3 separate regions of the Mus musculus genome follow, and regions 2 and 3 are each linked to region 1. The links are chromatin contacts, called in public Hi-C and HiChIP or PLAC-seq maps. All regions are on one chromosome and are shown on one strand. The core of a region is the stretch at or near the end of the contact, and the rest is flanking DNA. Distances in the headings are between cores, read along the strand shown. Region 1 overlaps BC039771 (cDNA sequence BC039771). Region 2 holds the start of Naa20 (N(alpha)-acetyltransferase 20, NatB catalytic subunit). Region 3 overlaps Rin2 (Ras and Rab interactor 2).

Evidence for each region. A called contact is a pair of places that touch in the nucleus more often than the background predicts. HiChIP or PLAC-seq counts read pairs in DNA pulled down with a chosen protein or histone mark.
Region 2: an H3K4me3 HiChIP or PLAC-seq map of bone marrow-derived macrophages shows a contact between it and region 1, with 3 times the contacts expected there. The contact joins the promoter of Naa20 here to the enhancer-like site in region 1. A contact is called at or near these places in 6 of 39 promoter capture datasets (hippocampal neurons, liver, macrophages and 2 more), 2 of 484 Hi-C or Micro-C datasets (bone marrow-derived macrophages and nephron progenitors), 5 of 115 datasets of contacts at active chromatin or transcription factors (bone marrow-derived macrophages, embryonic stem cells, epiblast stem cells and 2 more) and 3 of 9 other capture datasets (adipose tissue, liver and macrophages).
Region 3: a Hi-C map of bone marrow-derived macrophages shows a contact between it and region 1, with 34 read pairs. The contact joins two enhancer-like sites. A contact is called at or near these places in 1 of 15 datasets of contacts at CTCF or cohesin (the NIH/3T3 cell line), 3 of 484 Hi-C or Micro-C datasets (bone marrow-derived macrophages, macrophages and uterus), 3 of 115 datasets of contacts at active chromatin or transcription factors (bone marrow-derived dendritic cells, microglia and pancreatic cancer cells) and 2 of 9 other capture datasets (adipose tissue and liver).

Annotation. Positions count from the first base shown.
Region 1 is chr2:145,728,917-145,733,027 of GRCm38.p6, reverse strand. All of the region lies in intron 2 of BC039771 (cDNA sequence BC039771), which reads right to left. Among named protein-coding and RNA genes, the nearest start is that of Gm34513, 7.1 kb to the right of the region's middle. Within about 2 kb of position 2,332, at least 39 of the 459 cell types and tissues checked have an H3K27ac peak or open chromatin away from gene starts, as enhancers often do. A contact at or near this core is called in bone marrow-derived dendritic cells, bone marrow-derived macrophages and pancreatic cancer cells, where this site is marked.
Region 2 is chr2:145,901,383-145,905,493 of GRCm38.p6, reverse strand. It overlaps Naa20 (N(alpha)-acetyltransferase 20, NatB catalytic subunit), which reads right to left and starts at 2,253. Exons shown (of 6, transcript NM_001141965.1): 1 at 2,132-2,253. The coding sequence starts at 2,184.
Region 3 is chr2:145,857,638-145,861,748 of GRCm38.p6, reverse strand. It overlaps Rin2 (Ras and Rab interactor 2), which reads right to left. Exons shown (of 13, transcript NM_028724.4): 8 at 3,217-3,308; 9 at 575-1,735. Among named protein-coding and RNA genes, the nearest start is that of Gm39954, 34 kb to the left of the region's middle. Within about 2 kb of position 1,653, at least 284 of the 459 cell types and tissues checked have an H3K27ac peak or open chromatin away from gene starts, as enhancers often do. A contact at or near this core is called in bone marrow-derived dendritic cells, bone marrow-derived macrophages and pancreatic cancer cells, where this site is marked.

The DNA.
Region 1 (4,111 bases), core at 1,083-3,582:
GAAGCAAGTTGGGGAGGACGGGGTTTATTCGGCTTACACTTCCATACTGCTGTTCATCACCAAGGAAGTCAGGACTGGAACTCAAGCAGGTCAGGAAGCAGGAGCTGATGCAGAGGCCATGGAGGGATGTTCTTTACTGGCTTGCCTCTCCTGGCTTGCTCAGCCTGCTCTCTTATAGAACCCAAGACTACCAGCCCAGAGATGGTCCCACCCACAAGGGGCTTTTCCCCCTTGATCACTAATTGAGAAAATGCCTTACAGTTGGATCTCATGGAGGCATTTCCTCAACTGAAGGTCCTTTCTCTGTGATAACTCCAGCTGTGTCAAGTTGACACAAAACTAACCAGTACACCCCACCCCCCACAATGGTGTTAGTGCCCTCGGTTCCCTGAGTGCTTGCTCACATTCTCTACCACTTGAGGATGTAGGGAGAAGGAAGCCAGCAACAAGTCAGGAAGCCCACGGCAAGCCAGGAAGCAGCCCTCACCAGAACCCAACCACGTGGGCACGCTGATCTCAGCCCTCCCTGGCTTTCAGAACTAAATGTAGTATATTTCTGTTGCAAAAGCTATTATCTTGGTAGTATTTTGTTATGGCCATGCTACCTGACTAAAACACATTCTAGTCTTTATTCACCTAGAAATAAATCTTACTAGGTGTTAGGAACATGGATATGTATGAATGCTCAAATGTGTTCGTATGTGAGGTACATGTGCACACACATTTTTTACATAGAGAAATCACTGCGCAGACTGTCTACTGGTGTATTCATCAGATATATCTACCTTGTCTCTTTCATAAGTGTAAAATATTACTTCAAAGACAGATAGATATACCACAATACCTCAACTAACTAAAAAAAATTTGTTTTTAGTTTTTTTGTGTGTATTTTAAACCATGTCACAACCTCTTTTAAACTATGAGCATTAACAATTATTAAATCTTTATAGGTCTGACAGGTAACATAACACTTCACTACTACTGAAATTCACAGCAATCAGGATTTGAATGCCAATGTGTGCTTTTAGCTCTTGACTGAAGCTCAGACTCTACATCCAATCCATGAGAACTTGATCCTCAGCCTTGGCCCTCCACAGTACCTGACCCCAAACAAGCTACTGACCATGGAGTGATTTTAATTTTGAAAATATAAAGGTAATTTTCCAGTATCTTTCAGCTTCCATTTTGCCAGGCTTGGTGGTAAGGGCCTTTACAGACCGAGCCTTCTCTCTGTCTCTTGATCCAGCTTTGTATGCTTGTGACTCAGCTTAGGGTCAGTGACATCCACCCCTTTCCAGGAGGCACTGTTTGCTACCAGTGTTTCTATCCCTAAGTTTCCATGTTGGGAAGCTTACAGGAAACCTGAGGTAAAAATTCAGTCTTGGGCTGGAGAGATGGTTCAGCGGTTAAGAGCACTGACTCCTCTTCCAAAGGTCCTGAGTTCAAATCCCAGCAACCATCCGTAATGAGATCTGACGCCTTCTTCTGCTGTGTCTCAAGACAGCTACAGTGTACTTACATATAATAATAAATCAATCTTTGGGCCGAAGCGAGCAGAGGTCCTGAGTTCAATTTCCCGCAACCACATGATAGCTTACAACCATCTGCACAGCTACGGTGTACTCAGATACATAATACAAATAAATAAATCTTTTTTAAAAACTCAGTCTTAACACTACCTAAAGCTGAAAGCAAAACTGACCTTCTGACACGTGTCCAGCCTGTAACTACTTTACATGTTTGTCCCCATTCTTAAACTACTTTGTCTCATGAACCTGAAAGGTTTGTTTTACAATAAGTAAGAAAAGGGCCTCATGTAGAGGTGGGGTCCCATCTACCTTTGGGGCTGATAATCTCGAGCTTTCTATGGACAAGATGACACGGAGTGGAAACTACTGAAAATACCTGAGCGTAACTAAGGTACCACTTTCAGAATGACTTGGTACGTCTCGTCTAAGGAGGGACAGAAAAAAAAAAAAAAAAAAAAAAAAAAAAACTCTTGCCTCGAATTTCTCTGAAATTAGACTCAAGTAAGTTCAAATGTGTTTGGGGTATATGAATCCGTTCCAAGTTTTTCAAAGCTGCATCTATATGGTAAAATTCAAGTCACTCACAAACATGTACCATGAACCCGTGGGGATGGTGATGCTCAACTCTTATAACTGCACCTTGTGAGTAGAAGTGAGTCCACCAATGAGACAGCTTTGTCTTTTCTCAATATGAGATTTATCTGTACATTATAAATAAAGAGGAACCCATGCACTGCTACAAAGCAGACACATCCTCAAGACTGGGCCTTTTGTCACTTCCCCAAAGCAGGATGTGGCGGCCACCTTTATCCCACTCCCTCAGGGTAGCTATTCAGCTGGTGCTGGCCAATGGCACACAAGGTGGCTTGCTCAGTCATGACAAATCAGCTTCCCAGAGGGCTGTGGGGGCAATTTAGTGATCCTGAGGAAGTGAATGGTTCTGAATCATGGAGCCGAGGGTAGAAGAAAAAAAAACAAAACAAAAAACAAAAACGAACCATGATTCACATTATCCAAAAGAAAAGGTTAAGGAGCAGGGGTTTGGGGACTACAGATTGAAACCACATAAACACACTTCAGTATCAGCAAATACCACACCGAGAATGTCGGGGTGGCTTCCGCTTTTATGGCGTGTAAAGGAGCAGCAGAAAAGTGACTTTCCAAAACAAAGAAACGCAATGATGACAAAGTAAACCAGCATCGTCCCAGTGCAACTGCACAAAACAACTGAACTCTTGTCAGCAAACTCAGGAGTGGTGAGAAGCAAAGGGGAGCAATGTAATAGTTTTTGATACTCTTCAACATTCCTTTATATGCCTTCTTTGATTTCTTTTGCATACCACCAAACTTTGAAACTTTGACTTTTTGCTTTATATTCCTTTTATCTTTACATATAAAAGCTTCTGCTGTATTGTCTTTTCTCTAGCATAATTTAATTCTCAAAATGAATTACTTAATAGCTTTAGATAAGAGGATAAGATTAAATCCATTCAAATGAAATAAAAAAAAAAACCAAAACAAACAAATCTGATTATCTCACAAGCAATCTTCAAAGTTACTGGAATCCATCACTATGGAACCTTCTGGAAGCAAACACAAAGCCATGAAGCTCAGACTCGATGTATGAGCTTATTACAACCACGCAGAAACAAATGTTGAGCCTCTTTGTGAGTAGAAAAACAAGACATAGCCAAATTTCATAAAATTAATTCATAGTATTGAATTAATGTTTGGAGGGGATCTAGTTTATTTTGGCCCTATAGATGAGCATGTAGACTTTAAAAATCAGGGGCTGAATGACTTTAACAATGTGGGTGGGGAGGGGGAGCAGCCTTGGGTAGAATGTTACATGACTGCAGCAGTTGCTGTGAACAGTCACCATGAGTCAGGATCAGGAAGCATCGGGCTGGTGGAGGCACCGAGGAAGAGAAAAAAAGAGGGCAGAGGAGGTGTACAGCACGGTCACCTATCCACGTACCACTCACAAACCTAAATGCTCAAGAGAGTCGAGCCTGCAGCAGACAGCCTGGGTATAGATAGCGTCAGAGTGGCTGGCTTTGGGTGACTCTCTTCCCCACGTTTGTGAATCTCCTACGGCCAAGCTTCTCAAACCTCAGCAATCCCTGCTTTCACACCCCACTTGTGACTTTTCAAGTACACATTTACGTCTCACCTGCCATGAAACGGTTCAGAGCAAACACGAGAAACACTTGCTTTCTGTGTTCAGCATTTAAGGATACCGTGTTTTATTCTAAACTACACAGCACATTTTGTCACTTAGTAAGACCCAAAGATATTATCGATCATTTCACATGAAACATTTGGGATCATATTACCAACACATCTAGTTTTCTATAAGTTATCTATGTTTCCAAATGCCTCCCTCCTTAAAACATGTTAAAACTATACCCCAGACATAAAGACAGTATTTTCTGGTTGAACTTGTCAATATTTTTGGCTACAGAATTATGATATAACAGCTCATCGTGGGTGAATTTAAATCTGTTTTTTTTTTACACCAAAAGTATCATTTTTATCACAAAAGCAAAACAAAGCCATCGAAAATGTAGAAGAGAGAATTT
Region 2 (4,111 bases), core at 1,004-3,503, 170 kb before region 1:
GTACAAATGCAGCCCATGCTTAGCCATCGCCACCTCATGATAGTGCCCTCCCCTGCCTGGAGTCCTCTTGTTTGCTAGCTTCTGGATCCCACCCTGGGTTTCCTCCCACCTGGGTTTGGCCTTTCAGTTTCATTTACTCTAGCACCTAACCTGGTGACTCACTGTTTCCTAACGTGAGAAAGTGGGTTCCTTCACTGGCATTAACAAGAGGAGGCGTCACCAAGCCAGATGCGCTGAGACCTGATGTTTAATAGGCGTCCATGTGTATTTTCCTTCTACCTTCTCCATTTCCCTATTACTCTCTTCCTAGAGCTTCATATGCAGATGCTTTATCTCGGTTTCTTAAGTTCAGGCTCTGTATCATCTACACAGCATCTCCCTTTACCACTCCAGTCTATTGCCTCAGTGGCTTGCCTGCCTACTCTATTGCCTCTAATCAACACCTTGTACTCAGTAGATCAGAATTCAGACTGAAGAATTTTTAGACACTATGTGCCTGTACCTTTAAAGGACACCCCCCCCAATTATTCCCTAATACAACCGTATTGGAAGCACTTATAAAATATGTACGTTGTACTATATAAGTATTCTATTGATTTACAGTACATGGAAGTGCTTGGGCTATTTGCATACCACTCCATTGCAATAAGGGGGTTGCACATCACTGAATCTTGGTGTATCATAGAATCAATCTCCTGTGGATACCAAAGGATCTCAGACTTGTGATCCTCCAACCTCAGCCTGAGTGCCAGGATCAACCTTTTTCATTTATTGAATGGGTATGGGTTTTATATGTCTGTGTGTTACATGCATACCTGGTGCTTACTCAAGCCAGGAAAGGCCAGCAGCTTCTTGGAACTAGTATTACAATCAAGTGTGAGCCTCCATGTGGAGTGAACCCCTGTCCTCTGGAAGAGCACCCAGTACTTTTAACAACTGAACCATCTCCAGCTCCATGGGACCAATTTTTTAACAACCACCAGGGCCAGTCTCCACCTACTCCACGTCAGGGTTCTGTGTGTGCAATCCCTTCCCTCACCCAGAAACTGAGGACATCAGCACATGACAGAATTTGTGAAGATTTAAGGGCCTATTATTACATGAGCGCCTGCCACAAGTACTAAAATGCACAGAGGATTCAACACAAGCGGGACCTAACCGAAATCTCACAAGATCGGATCTGAACCAATTAAACACGATAATTAAACCTGGCTTCACCTGAAGCAAAGGCCTACCCTGCTTCACACTCCATTTTCCTGCAGCCTTCTCCAGAGTTTCCTCCTTGCCAAATTTCCTTCATCAAGGTTCATCCCCTCTTTGAAATGTCCATCATCCCAGAGTTTCTTCCCTTCTGTTACCTAAACCTTCCGGTCCATACTTCTTACTACGTTATATCAAGCAAATAACCGAGGTCATGTGTCTACAGGAGTTCGCGGTGAAATGCTGAGCTTTTTAAATGGTCATAATTTGGATTCCAAACTAAATTTTTTTTTCTTTTTAAAAAGCGAGAAGGGGAGAACGGCAAATCACGGGTTTTTAAATTTTGGACTGAAAAGAAACCACACAGCACCGGGGAGTCTTCAGTACATTGGATCCCCAACCAAAAAAAAAAAAATGTAGTCTAGCTGGGTGTGGTGGGGCATGCCTTTAATCCCAGCACTAGTAAGACAGGAAGACATATCTGTGAGGTTTAGGCCAGCCTCGTCTACAGAGAGTTCCTGGAGCCCAGGGATACGAAATGAACCCTGTCTTTTTTTTTTTTTTTTTTTTTTTTTTAAGAGAAAAAGAAAAAAACCCAAGGCAGTCTACTTTGGGCGCTCCGCTACTGTAACTACCAAGCACAAACCACAACTTGCTGAGAGGGCCCGGAGCATCGCAAGGTTACTTCACTGGGATACAATTTAACCAGGACCGCGCTCCTTCCCCGCCCTCCCTCCGCAGTGAGGCCGCCTCAGGGAGCGGGCGCGGGGTGTCCAGCCCGGCTCCGCATCATCCCGGGCGCACCGGGAGCGCCGCGCCTCGGCCAAGGTCACCGGTCAGCGCGCCCGCGCAGCGTCCACCCGGCCCACGGCCCCGCGAGGCTGACCCCGTCCCGCGCCGCGAAGACAGAGGCCGGCCGTGCCTCACTCACATGTTGTTGAAGCGGAACAGGTCGTCGCAGGTGAAGGCCCGGAGCGTGGTCATTGCGCCGCCGCCAGCCTCCAACCCGCTCGGCGCGACCCCGCGCCCGCACTACCGGAAGTACTCGCGCCCGCGGCCGCCATGGGGTGGGACAAAGAACTACTTCCGGACCAGAGGTTGCTGGGCAACAAGAGTAGCGTCGTAGCTCTCTCTGGCGGCTGAAATCAGCAATTGCCTTAATGATCCGCGCCCCGCAGACCCTTTCCAAAAAGTAGGCAGAGTAGTAACAAGGAGAAAGAAGCTGGAGTCAGAGAGCCAAATCGTAAAAGCAAGCTTCAAAACTACAAAGATGCTTCACAGGGTGAGTTAGGAAGTGATCCCTAAAAGGATGGCTCAGGGCCTCTTCTCTCAACCACTGTCATGAACCAGGGATGTGACCTTAAATTTTCTAGCACATTAAAATTATTTAGAAGAAAGGAAGGAAAGAAGGAAGGAAAGGAGGGAGAGAGGGAGGGAGAGAAAGAGAGAGAGAGGAAGAAAAAGAAAGGAAGGAAGGAAGAACAGAAAGAAAGAAAGAAAGAAAGAAAGAGAGAGAGAGAGAGAGAGAGAGAAAGAGAAAGAAAGAAAGAAAGAAAGAAAGAAAGAAAGAAAGAAAGATTATCTGTATAAAAAATGTGAATATCTTATCTTATTTTGGCAATAAGACTTTGAAATCTGGTCCATATATTTGCAGTTTATTTTAATCCGAGAGAAAAATGATCAGAACTATTTGTTTTCGATGCTGATTTTAATAAATGTGTGATTAAAGAGCAGATCAAGCCAGGAATAGTGCCTTACACCTGTAATCCCAGTAGTAAGGAGACAGAGACAAGAGGCTGTTAGTGAGCCTCGAAAACCCTGGTCTATATAGTGAGTTCCAGGCCAGTCAAGGACACATAGTGTGACCGTCTCAAATACATGCATACAAGATGATAGAGCTATCAAAGTAATCCAAACATGTTTCCAAATAACCAAATGAAACATTATCTCATGTCTAAGTTGAAAGTTAACCATTAGGAATTACATTCTTTCATCTGGCCTGCTACATTTTAAGCACCAGCCCAGCGTCTCCACGGCATAGACCCAGTGACTGAGGAGACTATGTACTGTCGGGCTGTGAAGCTGCCTTCCCCTCTTCTCCTTACCAGCAGTTGGGGTGGTCCTGGAGAACATGCTGCTGAGCTCAAACCAATCCAACTCAGCGAGATGCCTACATTACAGCAGACTCACATCCCCAACTCCTTTGGGACTCAGTTGCTCCGCAGGTGTCTTGGGAATTCCTTGGCCAAACCTGAGGGCCAGGTGTGGTGGAGAAGAAAGCAAATGGTTGAAAGAGCAGGTAGTCCCAGTGGCTCCTCGCCAAGCTTTGTCTCTAAGCCTGATGAAGTAAATTATACAATGAATAATTGTAAACATGGGTATGACAGGCCCGAAAGTATATATATAACTGCTACTATGGTAGAAAGGTGGAGTTTGACACCATGAGTTCAGCTTCTACCCTCTATTCACTTACTTTGGCAAAATATGCCATGAAATGAACAGTAAAATATATTTTTGAGGGAAGTTGAGGTTATGATGCTTATACAAATGGAAAAAATGGACAAAGTCAGAAAGAGTCTGAACTAACCAGTAAGAGAGATATGGTAGTCTACTCAAGGAAAATTTTAAATGCATGTGGTTAAAACAAAGACAAAATTGAGAGGGGGGGACATGTGGGGGAATATGAATTTGATGGGTGTATATATGCTCATATTTCATTGTATGTGTGTATGAAATTCTCAAGAATAAAAATGTTTTAAGCCAGTGAATGTAAGTAAATTTGCTTTTTTTCATGAATAAGTGTATCATTATACAAAGAAAACTATAAGTAAAATACACACAGCATATTCAAACATGATCCCAGGACTTAGAAAGATGAAGGAGAATCTTGTCTTCCAGACCAGCCTGTGCT
Region 3 (4,111 bases), core at 404-2,903, 130 kb before region 1:
CTTTCCTATTTCTTGTTTCTTCCCACACTGCCTAATACAGACTCTGTAGGATGAAAACCAACAGGGAGGTCCACTTGAGGCTGGACAGGAACAAGGTCCCTGAGGGTTGGTCTGTGTTCTTTTCTCTGGGTTGGGGGGCTTGGACACAGGTGTGCTCCCCCCACCTCGCCCCTAGTCTTCATACTCCTAGCATATGCTACAAAACAAAAGCACCCACAACCTCTGGAAAGACAGTGAAAAATACTGTCAGTAAGCATGCAGGTTACAGAAGGACGCACAGCCAGAAAATGCTCAACAGATGTGTCACACGCATAGAGCAAGAGCAGGCAGCAACTGGGACCTTTCAAAGTGGTACAACCCCCACCCCTGGATAGAATCCTTCTGCAGTTCTAAACATCTGAAGCTTGGTGTGTAGCATCTGCCTAAAAAAGGGAGATCTTTCCATTCAATTCAGATGGGAGAGTGTGTCATTTGGAACTCCAGGTTAAACTTCATCCCAGACAACTAACAGGACACACCGGCTGACAAGGGTTACAGTACATTTTATGCCTGAAATGGGTAGAAGGGCACTTACCAATTTGGTCTTCTGGGATCAGTGACTCAATAGGGGGGTCCAGTTCAGAGCTCTGAGACAAATAGTTCTTGACCTGGGTCATAAACTGCCGGATGGTCTGCAGCATATCGGTGCTGGACACATGGCACTCCTTGTTCTCCTTCAGGAAGCTCACGTAGTCCTGCACCAAGCACCCAAAATAGGTGCATTTGTCCCGGGACAGCTCGGCGATCCTGCGGACCATCCGCTTCTCAGGGGTCATGAAGGAGCTGAACACCCCGCTCATCTTTCGCAACTGGGACTTGACAAGCTTGGGCAGCACAAAAGAGCTGTTCCTCTTCTTTTTGGACTTGATGGGAGGTGCCATGGTCTCTTGGTCACTCTCCCCTTCGTAGTCCTCCAGGCTGCTGGTGGTGTCAGCCTCGTACCCATACAGAGGCATGCTCCGGTCGAACTCCAGCGAGTCGGAGGAGGAAGTGGAAAGGCTCATGTCGCTCAGCCTCTGCCTGGCTCCATGGCACGGTGGTGGCTGTGATTCAGAGCCGGGCGGCGGCGCCCTTGTGCAATCCCCGGGGGCGTCCCTAGGCGGGGCTCCACCTGCGTGCCCAGCTGTGCCCATCTCTAACTCCAGCTCTAGCTCGGGCTCCGGCTCCGACCTCCGGCTGGGCCGGCGGGCAGTCAAGGTCTTGGCGCTGCTTTCTGCTTCCAAAAAAGAAGCCTGCTTCTTCAGCCGGGGTGGAGGGATGGGAGTTGGTTTTGTTCCAAGCAGAGCTACGTTCCCATGTTTGCTATGGTTGACTGTTTCTGGCATGCTCGTCTGGGGTTCAGTCCTGGATAGCCCAGGGCTTGTGTGCAGACTATTAATAGCGGGTGGCGGGGGCCTGGGTGGGGGGGACCGAGGTCTCTCGGTGCCATTCGCGTTGGGAGTCCTTGTGCTCGGCCGCTTTGGGCCTGTGCTGAGGTCCTGGCTGTGCACTTTCAAGAAAAGAGGATTAATAAAACACAAGGCTCCGTTGGTCTGGCTGCACTCCAGCTCCGAAGGCGTCCTGGTTTTTATAGAATGCACTCCATTTATAAGGCAGAGCTGACGCAAGGAGGCAGGGCAGATGCCGGCTGAGGGAAGAGGCCTATGGGGAGGTGGGGAGTTCAGGGGTTTGTTGTCTGCCGAGGAGCTCCAAAAATCTGTAAGTCATTATCAGCAAAGACAAGAATGTAAATATAGTGCACTCGGGACATTCCTACACACACACACACACACACACACACACACACACACACACACACTGTGGGGCAACAGGGGCTTAACTTGGGGTCTGCTTTTTTCCTTTGATCCTCTCCGCCCCCCTTTCCCTTACTGGAAAGGGCATGAAGGCAGCTATGGGTTCACAGGGAGACGCCACCAGGGGCCTCTCACCTTCAAAGCCTTTGAGAAAGGTTGGCTGAGCCAACAGGCAGCTCCAGCCCAGCCCTTCACACAGGTAAGAAGGACAAAGAAAACTGGAATGAGTCCAGGATAAGCTCGTAAAAGACACGGAACTACTGAGCCTGTGCTTTTCAAAATCCCACTTAGCCTAGAGAGCAACGCCACCCTTTCCAATCTACTTCTCCCGGGTGCCCTCCAAGGAGGAGGCGGCCAGCCAAGGAATCCATCTGGCCTCCAAGTTCCCCTTTATGAGGTAGGACCAGCAGCTGGGCCTGGGGGATATTACACAACCTACTTGTGGTTTTACAGATTCAGCATTAAAACCCAACAAAGAGGGAAAACGGCATTCAAGGGTCCCATCCCTACAGGGGGTAGACTAGGGATACAGAGTGAGTGTGTGTGTCTGTGTGTGTGTGTGTTCATATTAGGTTCTAGACATCAAACACTGTGTAGTCTGATTGTCAACCTATCCAAAAACCAAAGTCCTAAAATCTTAAAAAGAATTCTCTTTCCATCTAGGAGGAAAATATTTTAACTAAAGTTAAACTCATACTGATTCTGCCAGAGCATTGGGGTAAAGTCAAACCAGGTGAACTGTGTGTATTGTCAGCCACTGTGTGGTAGAATCTTGCTGTGGGGTGGGGGTGGGGCGACTAGCAGAAGCAGACTTACAGTGAGTCCCACCTGCCTGAGTAAGGACCTTAGGTAGGATGAGGGACATGGCCCACAGCAGTGTGTGTGTGTGTGTGTGTGTGTGTGTGTGTGTGTGTGTGTGTGTGTGTGTATAGCTGATTAAGAGGGGAAGAGACAGGTGTCATTAAGAGATCTTCATCCTTACTCTCCTCACAGCACCAGAGTAGCAGAGGTGCCTCTGTACCACTGAGGATAAAAGCCCCACACTGCACCTCTCTTTCCCTTAGTGCTGCCTTTCCCCAGAAAGACGCCACAGGAAGGGAAGGCTCTGGCATCTCAAACAGGCTTATGCTGAGCTCACTACTTCTGGGGAGCCCTGCTAGTTTGATGAGAGGAGATTTAGGGGTTACCGAGGCACACTTAGCTCCAGTATTTGAGAGTCGGATGGGCATTGGGTAATGAATCCTAGAAAATGTGACTCAGGGACCTCATGGTTCCATGAGCTGCATTTTGTTATGGAAGTGAGATTCTTACAAGTGTTTTTGATGTAGCATGGGGCCACAAGGGATTCATTTTAAGATAGAGCCATGCACGGACACCCACTTACTTAGTCCCAGTTGGGCTAGTTCTTCAAGCTGAGACTCCGTCTTGGCTGTTGAAATGGCATAAGGCAGCTTCAAGGTGAATGGCAAAACGTCCCTGTTGCAAGCAAAATGGAGAGAGAGAAGGTTTGTAATTACTTGGCTGGTGACTCTCTCTTACATTATTATTATTATTATTTTTTTACTCTGGAAATGTTTCATCTTAAACCGTCGAAAACATCTCAAGTGGACACCATACCACACGCAACCAGACCTTCTCTCTTTTTGGTGACTCTCATCTGATTTATCCCACTGTGGGACAGGCCGAGACACAAGGCTGCTTGATTGAATCTGTGCCAATGATCAAGTCTCCCTGATGGGTAGCATTAGGGGTGCAGAGTTCAATATCAGAATGATTATGCTGGCAATCTCATCACTCCTGCAATGCAGGGTGACCCGCTTGGCGAGATGCCAACCCTCGTGTTGCACTCTTCCTCTCTAGACAGGGACATTCGATCATCAATCCCCATCACCTTACAGGCAGCAGGCGCTCAGCAAGTGAGTATCTGCTGGCAAGGAAGTATCGAATGCAGTTTCACTGTGCCACATTCCAACTGGAGATCACTCGTGTGACCTCTGTGTGCTGGAAATGAAAGTCTCTACTGTGTTTTACAGCTGATGTGCTCTAACTTGGATGTACACATACATAGGTCTCGGGGGGCGGGGGGTGTCAGTCTAGTCATATTACAAATTGCATACTTAGATTCAGGCAATATGGGTGGGACTCCCAGGTCATGGATGTCACTTGCCATTGGATCAACCTTCGAAGGTAAGTTTCAGGTGCCTCATGTCAACAACCATCAAAGATCATGGCACCATGTGCTGATGTGCCATATGCAGAGGGGACCCAGAGAGTGACAA